Regions from separate parts of the Callithrix jacchus genome. Here region 2 is linked to region 1. The links are chromatin contacts, called in public Hi-C maps. All regions are on one chromosome and are shown on one strand. Each heading gives the region's core, a stretch centred on a gene start, on an enhancer-like site or on the middle of the called end of the contact. The rest is flanking DNA. Distances are from core to core; before and after follow the strand shown. Region 1 holds the start of ILF2 (interleukin enhancer binding factor 2). Region 2 holds the start of RPS27 (ribosomal protein S27).

Evidence for each region. A called contact is a pair of places that touch in the nucleus more often than the background predicts.
Region 2: a contact with region 1 is called in a Hi-C map of skeletal muscle, with 6 times the contacts expected there. The contact joins the promoter of RPS27 here to the promoter of ILF2 in region 1. A contact is called at or near these places in 2 of 3 Hi-C or Micro-C datasets (both in skeletal muscle).

The regions. Positions count from the first base shown.
Region 1 is chr18:14,099,131-14,106,921 of calJac240_pri, forward strand. It overlaps ILF2 (interleukin enhancer binding factor 2), which reads right to left and starts at 4,028. Exons shown (of 14, transcript XM_078355749.1): 1 at 3,957-4,028. It overlaps NPR1 (natriuretic peptide receptor 1), which reads left to right and starts at 4,197. Exons shown (of 21, transcript XM_035279288.3): 1 at 4,197-5,338; 2 at 5,975-6,174; 3 at 6,692-6,805; 4 at 7,362-7,497. The coding sequence starts at 4,618. It also overlaps the pseudogene LOC128930104.
Region 2 is chr18:14,419,594-14,427,384 of calJac240_pri, forward strand. RPS27 (ribosomal protein S27) reads left to right here and starts at 2,640. Exons shown (of 4, transcript XM_078355792.1): 1 at 2,640-2,907; 2 at 2,988-3,096; 3 at 3,429-3,539; 4 at 4,001-4,086. The coding sequence starts at 3,078. The coding sequence ends at 4,029. It overlaps RAB13 (RAB13, member RAS oncogene family), which reads right to left and starts at 2,588. Exons shown (of 8, transcript XM_035279951.2): 1 at 2,439-2,588. It overlaps NUP210L (nucleoporin 210 like), which reads right to left. Exons shown (of 39, transcript XM_035279949.3): 37 at 6,785-6,889; 38 at 5,310-5,384; 39 at 4,994-5,230. The coding sequence ends at 5,133.

The DNA.
Region 1 (7,791 bases), core at 2,778-5,277:
CATTCCACATCTCTCCCAGCTTCTTCACAACATCACAATGGACAGGCCAGGATGTCTCTTTTGATTTTGGGGTGATACTCAAAGCAGAAGAGAAAAAAAGGCCAAAGGAGGCCTTTTGGATACATTGGGATCCTTGAACTTCTTGTCTCCCCTTGAGGAGAGATACAGGTCTTCATTTCTCTCTCATAATGGGCCTTTGCCGTATCTTCAAACTTTCCTTTCTCTTTAGCAGATAAGGTCTTCCACCTCTCTGAGCACTTCTTAGAAAACTCTGAGAAGTTGACTGAAGCATCTGGGTGCTTCTCCTTATGCTCCTCCAGACAAATTTGCACAAAAAATGCATATGATGACATTTTGCCTCTCAGCTTCTTAGGATCTCTTTTGCCCATGTTTAGTTATCTTTCCTCAGCAAGGCACAGAGCTGCCCAGTGCCCGTCTGGCTCTCAGTTGCCCCAGTACTGTCTCTCTTTATTTTTATTTGTATTTATTTATTGTGTTTTGAGACAGGGTCTCGCTCTGTTCCCCAGGCTGGAGTGCAATGGTGCAGTCTCGGCTCACTGCAACCTCTGCCCTCCGGGTTCAAGTGATTCTCATGTCTCAGCCTCTCAAATAGCTGGGATTACAGGCACACACCACCATGCCTGGCTAATTTTTGTATTTTTAGTAGAGACAGGGTTTTACCATGTTGGCCAGACTGGTCTTAAACTCCTGGCCTCAAGTGATCAGCCCACCTCTGCCTCCAAAGTGCTAGGACTACAGGCATGAGCCACCATGCCCAACTAGTTCTTTGATTTTTTTTTTTTTAAATCGAGACAGAGTTTCGCTGTTGTTACCCAGACTGGAGTGCAATGGCACAATCTCAGCTCACCGCAACCTCTGCCTTCTGGGTTCAAGCAATTCTCCTGCCTCAGCCTCCCGAGTAGCTGGGACTACAGGCGCGCACCACCATGCCCAGCTAATTTTTATATTTTTTTTAGTAGAGATGGGGTTTCTCCTTGTTGACCAAGATGGTCTTGATCTCTTGACCTCATGATCCACCCGCCTCAGCCTCCCAAAGTACTGTGATTACAGGCTTGAGCCACTGCACCTCGCCCAGTTCTTTGATTTTTAAAAAAGCATTTCAGCCGGGCCCGGTGGCTCACACCTGTAATCCCAGCACTTTGGGAGGCCGAGGCAGGTGGATCACGAGGTCAAGAGATCGAGACCATCCTGGTCAACATGGTGAAACCCCGTCTCTACTAAAAATACAAAAAATTAGCTGGGCATGGTGGTGCATGCCTGTAATCCCAGCTATTCAGGAGGCTGAGGCAGGAGAATTGCCTGAACCCAGGAGGCGGAGGTTGCAGTGAGCCGAGATTGCGCCATTGCACTCCAGCCTGGGTAACAAGAGCGAAACTCCATCTCAAAAAAAAAAGCACAACTATTTCTAGTCCAGTCATTTCTTCTGAGCTCCAGTTCCACTAGTCTGAGGCCTATCAGACATTTTCACTTGAGTGTCTACAGGCACTTCACAGCCAATAAACTATAAGTATCATCCTTCCAAAACCTCCTCCTTCAGCTTCTCAACTAATGGAGTCCACGTCGCCTAGACCTGTTATTTGTATAATGTCTTCACTTCCCAAAGTTCAACTGATTCTATTTACAAAGCATCTCCTCATCTCCATCTGCTGTCTACCTCTATAATCTCTGGAACCTGCCATCTCTATTATAGGACAAGGACATTATGCCTGTCACACAAAAGCTTTCATTATCTTCCCTCCACTGCCCTCTCCCCTGACTCTCTTCCTCAGTCATCCTACATGCACACACCTTACAACCTGGATCAGGGCTGAAAACACAAACTCCTACCTACAAAGCCAGGCAGGTAATGCACCTAAGTGAAGCAGGGTGCCTAGGAACCATGATGAACTAGACTCATTTCAAGGAGATAATGGATACTTGTTCTGGCTGATTGCTCCTGGAGGGATGCAGGACCTATACTGCCAGTTCTTCCAATATTTTCAGAAAAGTCAGAAATCCAGGTTGGGCCTGACGGCTCACACTTGTTATCTCAGAACTTTGGGAGGCAGATGCAGGAGGATCGTTTGAGCCTAGGAGTTTGAGACCAGCCTGGGCAACATAGGGAGACCTCCATCTTAAAAAAAAAAAAAAAAAAATCATAAATCCAAATATTCATGTGGCATCTTATGATTTTTAAGTGTGGACAATTAAATATATGTAGAGAGAATGCAAATCAAACAAAGCATGCCTATCATCTCAAGTTGGCCTATCGACCACAATTTGCTCTGGATGGTAAGAGTATTCTTCCAATGCAAGATACCGGAAAAACAAAAAAATAAAAAATAATTAAAAAAAAAAAAAGAATATTCAAGTCTCAGCCAGGTGCAGTGGCTTACACCTGTAATCTCAACACTTTGGGAGGCTGAAGTGGGTGGCTCACCGGAGATCAGGAGTTCGAAATCAGCCTGACCAACACAGTGAAAACCGGTCTCTACTAAAAATGCAAAATTAGCCAGGCATGTGCCTGTATTCCCAGGAGGCTGAGGCAGGAGAACTGCTTGACCCCCAGGAGACCAAGGTTGCAGTGAGCTGAGATTGGGCCACTGAACTCCAGCCTGGACAACAAGAGCAAAACTCCCATCTCAAAAAAAAGAGAAAAGAGGGCCGGGCGCAGTGGCTCATGCCTATAATCCCAGCAATTTGGGAGGCCGAGGCAGGTGGATCATGAGGTCAAGAGATCGAGACCATCCTGGTCAACATGGTGAAACCCCGTCTCTACTAAAAATACAAAAATTAACTGGGCATGGTGGCGTGCACCTGTAGTCCCAGCTACTCGGGAGGCTGAGGCAGGAGAATTGCTTGAGCCCAGGAGGCAGAGGTTGTGGTGATTCAAGATCGTGCCATTGCACTCCAGCCTGGGTAACAAGAGCAAAACTCCGTCTCAAAAAAAAGAATATTCAAGTCTCCTAAAATTCCATACATAGGCAATATACTTCAACATTCTGCTCTGTCTACACAGAATACCTTTCTCATCCTTCTGTCCTCGTTGAATTATTTCTCTTTGGAGATTTTCCGGCCCCAATCCAAGCAGAATGAATAGCCCTCATCTGAGTCGTTTAGCAATTTATCCATGTCTCCCATGCATGTTGCATTACGGTTATTTGTTCCAAACAGAGCTCTTCAAAGGCACGAACTATATATAGATTCATCTTTATGCCCTCGGCACCTAGTGGGTGCTTGTGATTGACAGCACAGAAGGTTATCTGGAAATGTTTGCTGACCAGAAGTTTGCTGATCTTATGTCCTACTTAGGCGCAGCCTTGGAGAGGTTGGCGCTGCAGTGCCGTCAGTGACTTCTGATGACCATTAGAGGGCACACTGATTCCACAGCAGTCTGGACCGGGGCACCAGCTGTCAAGTGCCCCAAAACCCACTCCCCAATTTAGGCCTCCAATGATTATTTCCAACATCATCTCCTACAGCCTTCATTTTAACAACCCTCAACACAAAACAGTCATTTCTGGGGGAGGCCCTGAAGTATGAAACTATTCTCTCCCAGTCACCCACCCGCTCTCCTCAGCTTCCTAAAATTTGAGCCCTAAAGATTTAATTCTGCCCTGACACGAGCTCATTTTTTCACGGCGAATCTGCACAATCTGGAAGATGGCAGTCAGGGAAAGAGATCGGGATCATAGAAGGGCTGGGTAACAAGCACTCTGGGCTCGCCTTCAACTTTCACGGCCCTTTCCAGAAACCCGGCACCTTGCACCGACTCCCAAACACACACATCCACGCACTCACAGTTTCCTGCCGGGATCCCAAACCAGCACATCTTTCCCTCTTCCTCGGAGAAAACCAGATAGGAGGCGAGCGAAAAGGTGGGGCGCAAATGGGCCCCGGCTGCTTCCACACACACGCTCCGTTCAGCTCTACCTTCCATCCCGGCGAGGGCGCACCTTCAGAGGGTCCTGTCCGAGGAGGAAGGCATGGGCAGCCGAGACCTGGGAAGAGGATCCACCGGGAAGCGCACGGGCTGGACGGCGGGAAGGAAGGAGTTAAAGATCCAGGATTGGCTCTTCTGTCACTGAGTCTGGGAGGGGAAGCGGCCGGGAGGGAGGGTTCGGAGCTTGGCTCGGGTCCTCCACGGTTCCCTCCGGACAGCCGGAGACTTGGGCCGGCCGGACGCCCCTTCTGGCACATTCCCCGAGGCAGGCGCGCACGCACGCTACAAACACACACTCTCCTCTTCCCTCCCTCGCGGGCCTTCTCCCATCCTTCTCCACGGAGCGCTCTCTCTCTCTTTCTCTCTCTCTCTCTCACACACACACACACGCACGCACAAGCCCAGTTGTTCACACTCGGGTCCTCTGGCCTGACGTTCTCCTGGCACCCACCTGCTCCGCGGCGCCCTGCGCGTCCCCCTCCATCGCGCCCCTCGCGCTCTCCGCCCAGACCGTCGTAGCTACAGGGGGCCTCGTACCCCGGGGTGAGCGCCCCTGTCCCGCTCATAATTCTTCCCATAGGGACGCGCCTGATGCCTGGGACCAGCCGCTGAGCCGTAGGGGACGGAGGAGGCCATGGTGGGAGCGCTCGCCCGCTGCGGTGCCCGCTGAGGCCATGCCGGGGCCCCGGCGTCCCGCCGGCTCCCGCCTGCGCCTGCTCCTGCTCCTGCTGCTGCCGCCGCTGCTGCTGCTACTCCGGGGCAGCCGCGCGGGAAACCTGACGATAGCCGTGGTACTGCCTCTGGCCAACACCTCGTACCCGTGGTCGTGGGCGCGCGTGGGACCCGCCGTGGAGCTGGCCCTGGCCCGGGTGAAGGCGCGCCCCGACTTGCTGCCAGGCTGGACGGTCCGCACGGTGCTGGGCAGCAGCGAGAACGCGCTGGGCGTCTGCTCTGACACCGCCGCGCCCCTGGCCGCGGTGGACCTCAAGTGGGAGCACAACCCCGCGGTGTTCCTGGGCCCGGGCTGCGTGTACGCCGCCGCCCCGGTAGGGCGCTTCACCGCGCACTGGCGGGTGCCGCTGCTGACCGCCGGCGCCCCGGCGCTGGGCTTCGGTGTCAAGGACGAGTACGCGCTGACCACCCGCGCGGGGCCCAGCTACGCAAAGCTGGGCGACTTCGTGGCGGCGCTGCACCGACGGCTGGGCTGGGAGCGCCAGGCGCTCATGCTCTACGCCTACCGGCCGGGTGACGACGAGCACTGCTTCTTCCTCGTGGAGGGGCTGTTTATGCGTGTCCGCGACCGCCTCAATATCACGGTGGACCACCTGGAGTTCGCCGAGAACGACCTCGGCCACTACACCAGGCTGCTGCGGACCGTGCCGCGCAAAGGCCGAGGTGAGACGCGGGCGCACCGGGTCCCGCAGCTCCGCCGCAGGGCTTCCCCTCTGACTTCCACTCTCGTCTCTCGTCCGGGCCACTCTTCTTTCTCCTCCCCGGTCTTCATTCCCCTCTCAGCTCCTAGGCCCTTTCTGCTGCGGAGTTTTCTATTTCCCTCTCTTTTTAGCCACCCTGCACCGCGCCTCTATACTCTCACCTCCCCGACCCCCACTCACTCCCTCCAACCCTGGCAAAGCTCAGTTCCGGTCCCTTTTTATCTCCCGCATTTTCTCGCTTCCCTATAGCCTTCTCCCCACCTTCATCCTCTCTTCCCGTCGCTCCTCAAAGTCCTCTCCGCACCGCCCCCCGCCCTCGCTCCTGTCGCCCTCCTGGCCCCACCCTTCTCTACCTTCAGCTCCACTATTCCCCTCTCCATATCTGTCCCTTCCTCTCTTCCGCCCCCCACATCGCCTTCGACCCTTCGTCTTTCTCCTGCCCTGCCGTGGTCTAGGCTGAGCCGGGTTGCCACTTAACTCTCACCGGGCTTCTCCTGCCCCCCATCTCTAACCTCCTCCCCTCGGTGCCTCCGCTTTCCTAGCCCTGTCTCTCCCACAGTACCTAGGCTTCTCTCTCTGAATACTCCTTTTTCTGCAGTTATCTACATCTGCAGCTCGCCTGATGCCTTCAGAGCCCTTATGCTTCTGGCCCTGGAAGCTGGCTTGAGTGGGGAGGACTACGTTTTCTTTCACCTGGATATCTTTGGGCAAAGCCTGCAAGGTGGACAGGGCCCTGTTCCCCGCAGGCCCTGGGAGAGAGGAGATGGGCAGGATGTCAGTGCCCGCCAAGCCTTTCAGGTGAGTACCTAGGTTTGAGGTGAGTACCTAGGTTTGAAGTTAGTACCTAGGTTTGAAGCTCAGGCCATCTCAGCTTGTGGCACGTCATTTCTGGGCACTGTGTCCCTCAGTGTCTGAAAGAATTCCAGAAAAAAAAGGTTTGGTCTGTTTGTTTCTTCATGCACTCATGGTAACTCACAGAACAGAAAAGTGGTTGGTGATGCTCTCTGGGAATTAGGCAGTGAAAGGCAGGGGACTAGCCGGGGCGCTTGAGCACCAGCAGGCTAAAAAGAAGAAAATGGGCTTTAGAGGGGAGGAGGTTAAAGTCCCACTGTCTGGACAGGACTTGGAGAAGCCATCCCTTTGGATTCCCTGCTTTGGAATGGGCATCACTTCATGCGGGGAATAGGGTTCAGTTTGACCTTGAGCTAAGCGGAGACCCAGCTCTGGGAGGTGGGCTCTAACTGTTGGGGCCCCATGGTACTGCGGGGATAGAGTCAGCTCCCAACTCTCTGCTCTCTGCCGACCGCTTCCTCAGGCTGTCAAAATCATTACATATAAAGAACCAGATAATCCCGAGTACTTGGAATTCCTGAAGCAGCTAAAACACCTGGCCCGGGAGCAGTTCAACTTCACCATGGAGGACGGCCTGGTAAGAAGAGGTACCGGGACCCTACAGCGTGGACCTTCAGCCCCCACTCCACGACCCTCTGCCAGCCTCCATTCCCTCTTCCCAGTTCTCCCCTTCCTTCCCTTCCCATTGTTCCATGTCTCTCCCGACTTATCCCTCTGGGATGTGAATCCCAAGACTGGTGCCTTCAGGGTAAGTTCGTGCATCCGGAAGACAGGGCCAACTCCAAGGCATCATCAGTGCCTCCTCCTGATGATGAAGGAGGACACTGGCAAGTTCAGCCTCTGAAACTCAGGTTACCATCCATAATACAGAGATGATACATCCCGCCCTGTGTGCCTAGTGTGATTCAGGAAGCGATGCTAATCCAAAGGCATCATTTAAATAGTAAAATCTAAATAGTCTGTTGGTACCAACAACAAAAATAAATAAATAGTAAAATCTCCCAGTGATGTAGGGGTGTTATTTTCTCCTATCCTCTTCCAAACTCCCAGTGCCTCTCATTCCCTTCCCCACAGCCCCCAACTCCATGCCCTTCATTCACCTCACCCCAGCCAACCTCTGCTTGCCCCCACAGGTGAACACCATCCCAGCGTCCTTCCATGATGGGCTGCTGCTCTATGTCCAGGCAGTGACGGAGACTCTGGCACATGGAGGAACTGTCACTGATGGGGAGAACATCACTCAGCGGATGTGGAACCGAAGCTTTCAAGGTCAGGGCCTTGAGGTGGCTGGAATGGGCAGCCTTGGGGGATGAATCCCAGGTGCCCACTGTCGTGAGAAGTCTGTAGCACAGAGTCACCAGTGCACACCAGCCTTTTCCTCCACAGCTTTTTCTCAGGCGCATCCCTCCAGAAGTCCTACTGAGTGTCCAACCTCAATCATCCCTGCTGGGCACTGGATCCTTTTATTTTATTTTATTTTTGAGATGGAGTCTCGTTCTGTTCCCAAGGCTGGAATGCAGTGGCTAGATCTCAGCTCACTGCAACCTCCAACTCCCAGGTTCA
Region 2 (7,791 bases), core at 1,390-3,889, 320 kb after region 1:
ACAGGCACAATCCCACTACTGATTAGCACGGGAGTTTTGACCTGCTCCGTTTCCCACCGGGGCTGGTTTGCCCCTCCTTAGGCAACCTGGTGCTGGGATTATAGCCATCAGCTACCTTGCCCGGCTTGTCCCTTCTCAAGCACAACTATTCGATCTCCTTTTGTCCATTCTCTCCCCTCTCATTATCTCCTTGAGTCTTCCCTGTTTCTTCTCACTGAACAAACCATGTCTCACCTGTCCTATTTATTTATTTATTATTTTTTTGAGACAGAGTCTCGCTGTCTTGCCCAGGCTGGAGTACAATGGCACGATCTCAGCTCACTGCAATTTCCACCTCCCAGGTTCATGAGATTCTTCTGCCTCCCAAGTAGCTGGGATCACAGGCACCCACTACCACACCTAGCTAATTTTTTGTATCTTTAGTAGAGACGGGGTTTCATCACGTTGGCCAGGCTAGTCTTGAACTCCTGACTTCAAATGACCTACTCGCCTCGGACTCTCAAAGCGCTGGGATTACAGGCATGAGCCACTGCGTCTAGCCTATTTTCATGTTTTTTAGAGACAGGGTGATTCTACCACCCAGACTGGAGTACAGTGGCACTATCCTAGGTCACTGCAGCCTCAGGCTCCTGGGCCCAAGACATTCTTTTTAGCTTTCCAAGCAGCTGGGACTACAGGCACAAGCTACCACACCTGGCTAATGTTTCGATTTTTTGTAAAGATGAAGTTTCATTATATTGCCCAGGCTGGTCTTGAACTCCTGGCCTCAAGCAATCCTCCCACCTCAGCCTCCCAAAGTGCTGAGATTACACTATGGTGTGGGCCACCATATTCAGCTTCACCAGTCCCTTAAATTCTCTTCAATTTTTGTGAATTAACCTGATAAATCCCTGTTATTTTTTCTTTTTATCTCATTTTGCCTGGATCTGGACTTTTCATCCTCAACAATACATTATTCTTGCTCACCTCTCTGAAGTGTACTTTTGCTGGTGTATACCTACTTTCACTGGAACCTGATTTTTTTTTTTTTTTGACAGAGTCTCACTCTTGTTGCCGAGGCTGGAGTGCAATGGCATGGTCTCAGCTCACTGCAAGCTCTTCCACTGCGATTCAAGCGATTCTCCTGCCTCAGCCTCCCAAGTAGCTGAGATTACAGGTGCCTGCCACCATGCTGTCAGGTCTCCATATGCAAGCCTGGAGCCTGAAAGTCTGAAGTTCTGCTTGCCTCAGCTGATGTCTCCCATACCCCCCATCCCTCCCCCTACCTCGCTATTGTCCCTAATTGCCCAGCAGCGGAGCTTCCCCACAAGCCCCTCACCCAACCCTGCCATCTTATCTGTTCTCATGATAATGTAAATACCTCTCACCCAACCCTGCCATTGTAACTGAACTTGTGGTCATGTATACTTGTCCTTGCCCCTACCGCCCAAACACTGTAACTGAACTTACTCTGCAACACCCCTGCCCCCCAAGAAACTACCCAAACCTATAAAACCAACTCCTATCCAACCGCCCTTTGCTAATGCCCTTTTTGGCCTTAGCCCACCTGCACCCAGGTGAATAAACAGCCATGTTGCTCACACAAAGCCTGTTTGGAAGGTTTCTTCATTCAAAGCGCGCGTTTTTCAACACACGGCCGGTTAATATTTGTATTTTTAGTAGAGACGGGTTTCACCACGTTGGCCAGGCTGGTCTCGAACTCCTGACCTCAAGTGATCCACCCTCCTAGGCCTCCCAAAGTGCTGGGATAACAGGCGTGACCCACCGCGCCTGTTGTTAAATATGGGTAAATTAAAACAACAGAAAAAGAGTTAGGAATATAAGTAAATTCTGAACACTGCACTGGCCTCTGAAAAAGAAAGAAAAAAAAATAATATCGGTAATTAAAAAATAGTACAGAAGCTAGGTGGTGCAGTGAGCCAAGATCGCACCACTGACTCCAGCCTGGGCGATAGAGGGAGACTGTGTCTCATAAATAAATAAATACATTTTTTAATAGGCCGGGTGCGGTGGCTCACCCCTGTAATCCCAGCAGTTTGGGAAGCCGAGGCCGGTTCACGATGTCAAGAGATCGAGATCATCCAGGCCAACATGGTGAAACCTCGTCTCTACTAAAAAATACAAAAAATTAGCTGGGCGAGGTGGCGCGCGCCTCTAGTTCCAGCTACTCGGGAGGCTGAGGCAGGAGAATTGCTTGAACCTGGGAGGCGAGACTGCAGTGAGCCGAGGTCGCGCCACTGCTCTCCAGCCTGGCGCCTGGTGACAGAGTGAAACTGTCTCAAAAAAAAAAAAAAAAAGAAAAAAAAAGTACGTAACTCTGGGATATGGTTCCTTCTCCTTGGTGTTTTCCTCACTTTCCTATTAGGCTTCAATTGTCAAGATATGGCACAAAATTTTAAAAGTGTCCATTTATCCCTTGATAGTGATCAAACGCTGACCTCAGGATAGCAAGGTAGCGCTCTCAGCATGGTGACGCATCTGTGTCACAACCATCAGTTAAAGACCTTCCGAAAATGACAGCTCCCTTGTCTCCTCACCGCGGCAGAGCCAAGTAGGACCTTCCAAACATGGCGGCACAAGAGTCTTGCGTCATTTCCTGTAGTGTGTCCAATATAAGGGGCAGGATTTCCGCTTTCGCTCCTTTCCGGCGGTGACGATCTACGCACGAGAACATGCCTGTGAGTGCTTTGGTCCAGGTTTCGGCGGAGATCTCGCTCTTCTGTTCGCACGCTCCCCTCCCGCTGATTTCGGATCGCAGAGGGTCCTCATTTGCCCTCTGCACTTAGGACATTAACTCCAGGGACCGCAGCGGTCCACGGGCCACCCGCATAGACGGGAGCGGAGAGGAGATAAGATGGCGGCCCAGCTGCGCAGACATCAGGGGCGGCGAGGGGCGAGCTCTCCCCGGTGTGTGACAGTCGGGGCTGTTTTCGAGCATCCCATTTTCGCCGTTGGTTTCTAAATCTCTGCATTTCTGTCCTTCTTAGCTAGCAAAGGATCTCCTTCATCCGTCTCCAGAAGAGGAGAAGAGGAAACACAAGAAGAAACGCCTGGTGCAAAGCCCCAATTCCTACTTCATGGATGTGAAATGCCCAGGTGAGGAGACGGCTTGCTGTAGTGGGGAAAGCACTGGACCTCAACACTTGGAAAAAGTTGAGTGAGCTGTGTCGTATTCGTGAAGCTGTCCAGCAGCTTCAGTTTCTTCGCCTGTGAAAAATTTTTCCTGATACTCTTAAAATTAGGATGTATGAGACTGGCAACGTTTTGCATCTTAGGAGGAGTGATTCATTTCAGCGTGATCCCCCATCACGTTTCACATCCAATCCCTATCTTTTTTTGTGTTGGGAAACAGTAATGGAGTTGGGCATAAATGCCGGAAAGATACGGGTGTAGTAGAGGAAGAAAATGTTAATCTGTTTTTTTTTTAGGATGCTATAAAATCACCACGGTCTTCAGCCATGCACAAACGGTAGTTTTGTGTGTTGGTTGCTCCACTGTCCTCTGCCAGCCTACAGGAGGAAAAGCAAGGCTTACAGAAGGTAAATGGTTTACTAATGTGATTTGGGGCTTTGTTTTTCTTTTTTGTTTTGTTTGAGTTTTTGCTTTATAGAAATGAAAACACTTCTCAGGATCTTTCAATTTTCGTTTTTTTTTTTTTCCTTTGGATATTTCAATCTTAGAGTGACAAAGATTATGTATAATGTAAACTTTCAGACAAGAAGTGTTGGATTTGATGGTTTTTTTCTTTAAGTAGATACTACCAAAAACTACATACTAATCTCAAAGCACTACTGTCTAAAGCTGGGGTCAATGGGCAGTAAAAGGGCTCAAGTTGATATGAAGTGACCCAAATGATATAAATGATTCTGTAGCTAAAACTTCAGAAAAATAAAGATGTAGCTTTCTGTGGGTGGATCTCCTGGCATCTGCTTGTTTCGTGGGGGAGGTGGGCAGAATACCTGGGCTGTCATCAGCTAATCTCTGAACCTTTTTCCTCCAGGATGTTCTTTCAGGAGGAAGCAGCACTAAAAGCACTCTGAATCAAGATGAGTGGGAAACTATCTTAATAAACACATTTTGGATAAATCCTGTTTATTGTCTTGTTTAACTGTTAGGATCCTGTCTCAAGTATTCAGGGCAACCGGAAAGAGAAGATTAGAGTCAGTTTGGGCAAGTAAGTGGCCAATTACTTTAAAAATCCGTTTGGGGGCGTTTTAAACCACCTAGGCTCATTGGGTAAAAAAATTTTGTTGAGACAGTCTCCCTCTCTCGCCTGGCACCGCAACCTCTACCTCCCTGGTCAAGCAATTCTGCCTCAGCCTCTGGAGTAGCTGGGACTGCAGGCACATGCCACCATGCCCAGCTATTTTTTGTATTTTAGTAGAGATGGGTTTTCACCATGTTGGCCAGGATGGTCTCTATCTCTTGACCTCGTGATGTGGCTGCCTCGGCCTCCCAAAGTGCTGGGATTATAGGCAAGAGCCACCTTGCCCGGCCTGGTTTTTTTAAACTGGTCTTTGAACTGACCTCAGGTGATAACGTGCCTTGGCCTCCCAAAGTGCTGAGATTATAGGCATGAGCCACTGTGCCTGGTCGTGTGTGTGGTTTGAGGCAGAGTCTTGCTTTGTTGCCCAGGCTGGAGTGGCTCAATCTTGGCTCACTGCAACCTCTGCCTCTCGGGTTCAAGTGATTCTCCTGCCTTAGCCTCCGAAGTAGCTGGCTCTACAGGTGTACATGCCACCACACCCAGCTACTTTCTGTATTTTTAGTAGAGACAGGGTTTCACCATATTGGCCAAGCTGGTCTTAAACTCCTGACCTTAGGCGATCCCCCCATTTCAGCCTCCCAAAGTGCTGGCGTTACAGGCATGAGCCACCTCGCCTGACCATGTATTTTTTTTTTTAAGGGGAGGGGGAAGCTGTATCTTTTTTTAACCAAGTTTTTTTTAGAATTAAGAGCTGACATACTCTTTGCAACACAATCCAACACACCAGTTTAAAGAAACAGCTTAGGGTCCTTTATAGTTCGTAGAAGGCTTTTCTGGAAACAGTGTAGAAGTTGCTGTTAGGCTTTTTGTTTAGGACTAGAAATCTTCATTCCCCTACAGTTAAAAGGAATTTGTCCAATAGAGGTTACTTCCTTATACTCCATAACCAATGTTGCAGCCGACTTTGGGCTGGTGGAGGCTGTGGACTCATGAAGGGAGAGGGAGAACTTGTGTTAAGAGAACCTAGAAGTAAAGAGGGAAAGGTTAAGTAAATTAAATGTGTATATCTGAACTTTTCAAAGATAAGGACAGATTTTTTTACCTGGCTGTGGTGTTCCTAGAGTTGGTACATACACAACTGGAACTGTTTGAATCTTGTTTAGGAAGGCGTTGTATGCTGGAAAAAGGACAAAGGAAATGTCACAAATGGCATGTCTGAGGAACTTTGCCTTAAAAAGGGCAAAGTCAACTCTAGAGTGAGATTTAATATTGCTAAAGTAATTCTTCAAAATAAGTAATAGTAATACACTATTCAAGGAAGTTTTTACCCCAATTTAATCCATTTTAGAGTTTCAGCTTTTGGCTAAAAGATACGGGGAAATGCAATGTAGACAGTTGTGATGTGCTACTTAAGTTTTTTTAGGCTGGGTGTGGTGACTCATGCCTGTAATCCCAGCACTATGGGAAGCCAAGACCAGTGGATCACCTGAGGTCAGGAGTTGGAGACCAGCCTGGCCAACATGGTGAAACCCGTCTCCACTGAAAATACAAAAATTCGCTGGGAATGGTGATGGGTGCCTGTAATCCCAGCTACTCCGTAGACCAAAGCAGAATTGCTTGAAACCTGGGCAGCGGAGGTTGCAGTAAGCTGAGATCACGTCACTGCACTCCAGCCTGGGTGACAGAGAGACTCTATCTCAAATTTTTTTTTTTAGTCACAGGATGTCACTGGAGTATAGAGGCAAAATCACTGTTAACTGCAGACTTGAATTCCCTGGCTCAAGCAATCCTCCTGCCTCAGCTTCCCTAGTAGCTGGGACTGCAGGTGTGTGCCACCGTACCCAGCTAATTTTTAAGCTGTTTTGTAAAGGTGGAGTCTCACTGTTGCCCAGGCTGGTCTTAAATTCCTATCCTCAAGCCATCCTCCCACCTGGGCCTCCCAAAGGGCTAGGATTACAGGTGTGAGCTGTGGCACTCAGTCTGTTGTATTACTTGCGTTATCCCTATGAATTTCAGCAAAAGAGCTGTGAAGCCTCAAGATTTAATAGTGGTTTCCACTTCTGAGTGGTGTGTGTTTGCCAAATCTAGTTTTTTTGCTTCTTGGTAGTAAGTTGAGGAGGACTTTTTTTTTTTTTTTTGGAAACGGAGTTTTCCTGTCACCCAGAGTGCAGTGCAGTGGCACAATCTTGGCTCACGTCCATCTCCCAGGTTCAAGCAATTTTCCCCACTCAGCTCCCAAGTACCTGGGATTACAAGCTTGTGCCACCACACCTAGCTAATTATTTTCAGTAGAGATGGGGTTTCACCTTGTTGGCCAGGCTGGTCTTGAACTCTTGACCTCAGGTGATCCACCTGCCTCAGCTTCCCAAAGTGCTGAGATTACAGGTGTGAGCCACCTCACCTGGCGGAGGAGGACGTTTAATCCACTAGGTGATTTGGACTAGGGAGGATAACTTAGTTTAAACTGCTTGTTAAAATTGTATGTGATAAGTAGCTAATTTTCATCCTTAATAGTTTGTGAAATAAAATGGAGTTTCCATATCAAAGTCTATGGTACTGAAAATAAGGACTCTTTACCTAGAAAGATGAAAGCTGTTGATGACAGTACTGCAAAGAGGGTCAAGAGCAGGATCTGGTAAAAACCACTGAACCTCTTGAGGATGCCTGAATCTTCACAATGATCTATGCATTCATTGGTCATAACAAAACAAGATAATAGTTATTTAATAACACAACCATGGGCAGATGCTGCATTTTTTAAATTAATTTTTTTGAGATCGAGTCTGGCTCTGTCACCAGGCTGGAATGCAGTGTCGTGATCTTGGCTCACGGCAACCTCTGACTCCCAGGTTCAAGCAGTTCTGCCTCAGCCTCCTGAGTAGCTGGGATTCCAGGCACACACCACTATGCCCAGCTAATTTTTGTATTTTTAGTAGAGACAGGGTTTCACTATGTTGGCCGGGATGGTCTCCATCTCCTGACCTCGTGATCTGCCCACCTCGGTCTCCCAAAGTGCTGGGATTACGGGCATGAGCCATCACGCCCAGCTAATTTTTATTTTGAGACAATCTTGCTCTCGCTCTGTTCCCCCGGCTCAAGAGCAGTGGCATGATCTCAGCTCTCTGCAACCTCTAGCTGCATTTTAAAATTTGACTAAAAATAGTCATGAGTATCTACCAGAAGTAATCAAAACCCAGCTCTCAGTAGAGAGTTCAGGTGTGAACTATACTTGGTTCATCCACCTCTTTTTGACTTCTTCCTATCTCCAGAGTAATAAAACTCCAATTCTTGAACCTCTTATTTCTTCCGCTTAGATTACAAAGGATCCTTTAAATCCTCTGCTACTTTAAAATGCTGGTTACCTTTCCGTGCACTTTAACCCCAGGTAACATGCTTCCCTTCACTAAACTTGTGATAGTATGCTGATTCCATTTACAATTGTAATCTCTACCTTAAAACTTTTTTTTTAGATGGAGTCTTGCTCTTGCCCAGGCTGGAGTGCAGTAGTGTGATCTCGGCTCATTGCAACCTCTGCCTCATCCTCCTGAGTAGCTGAGACTACAGGTGCCTACCATCATGTCCAG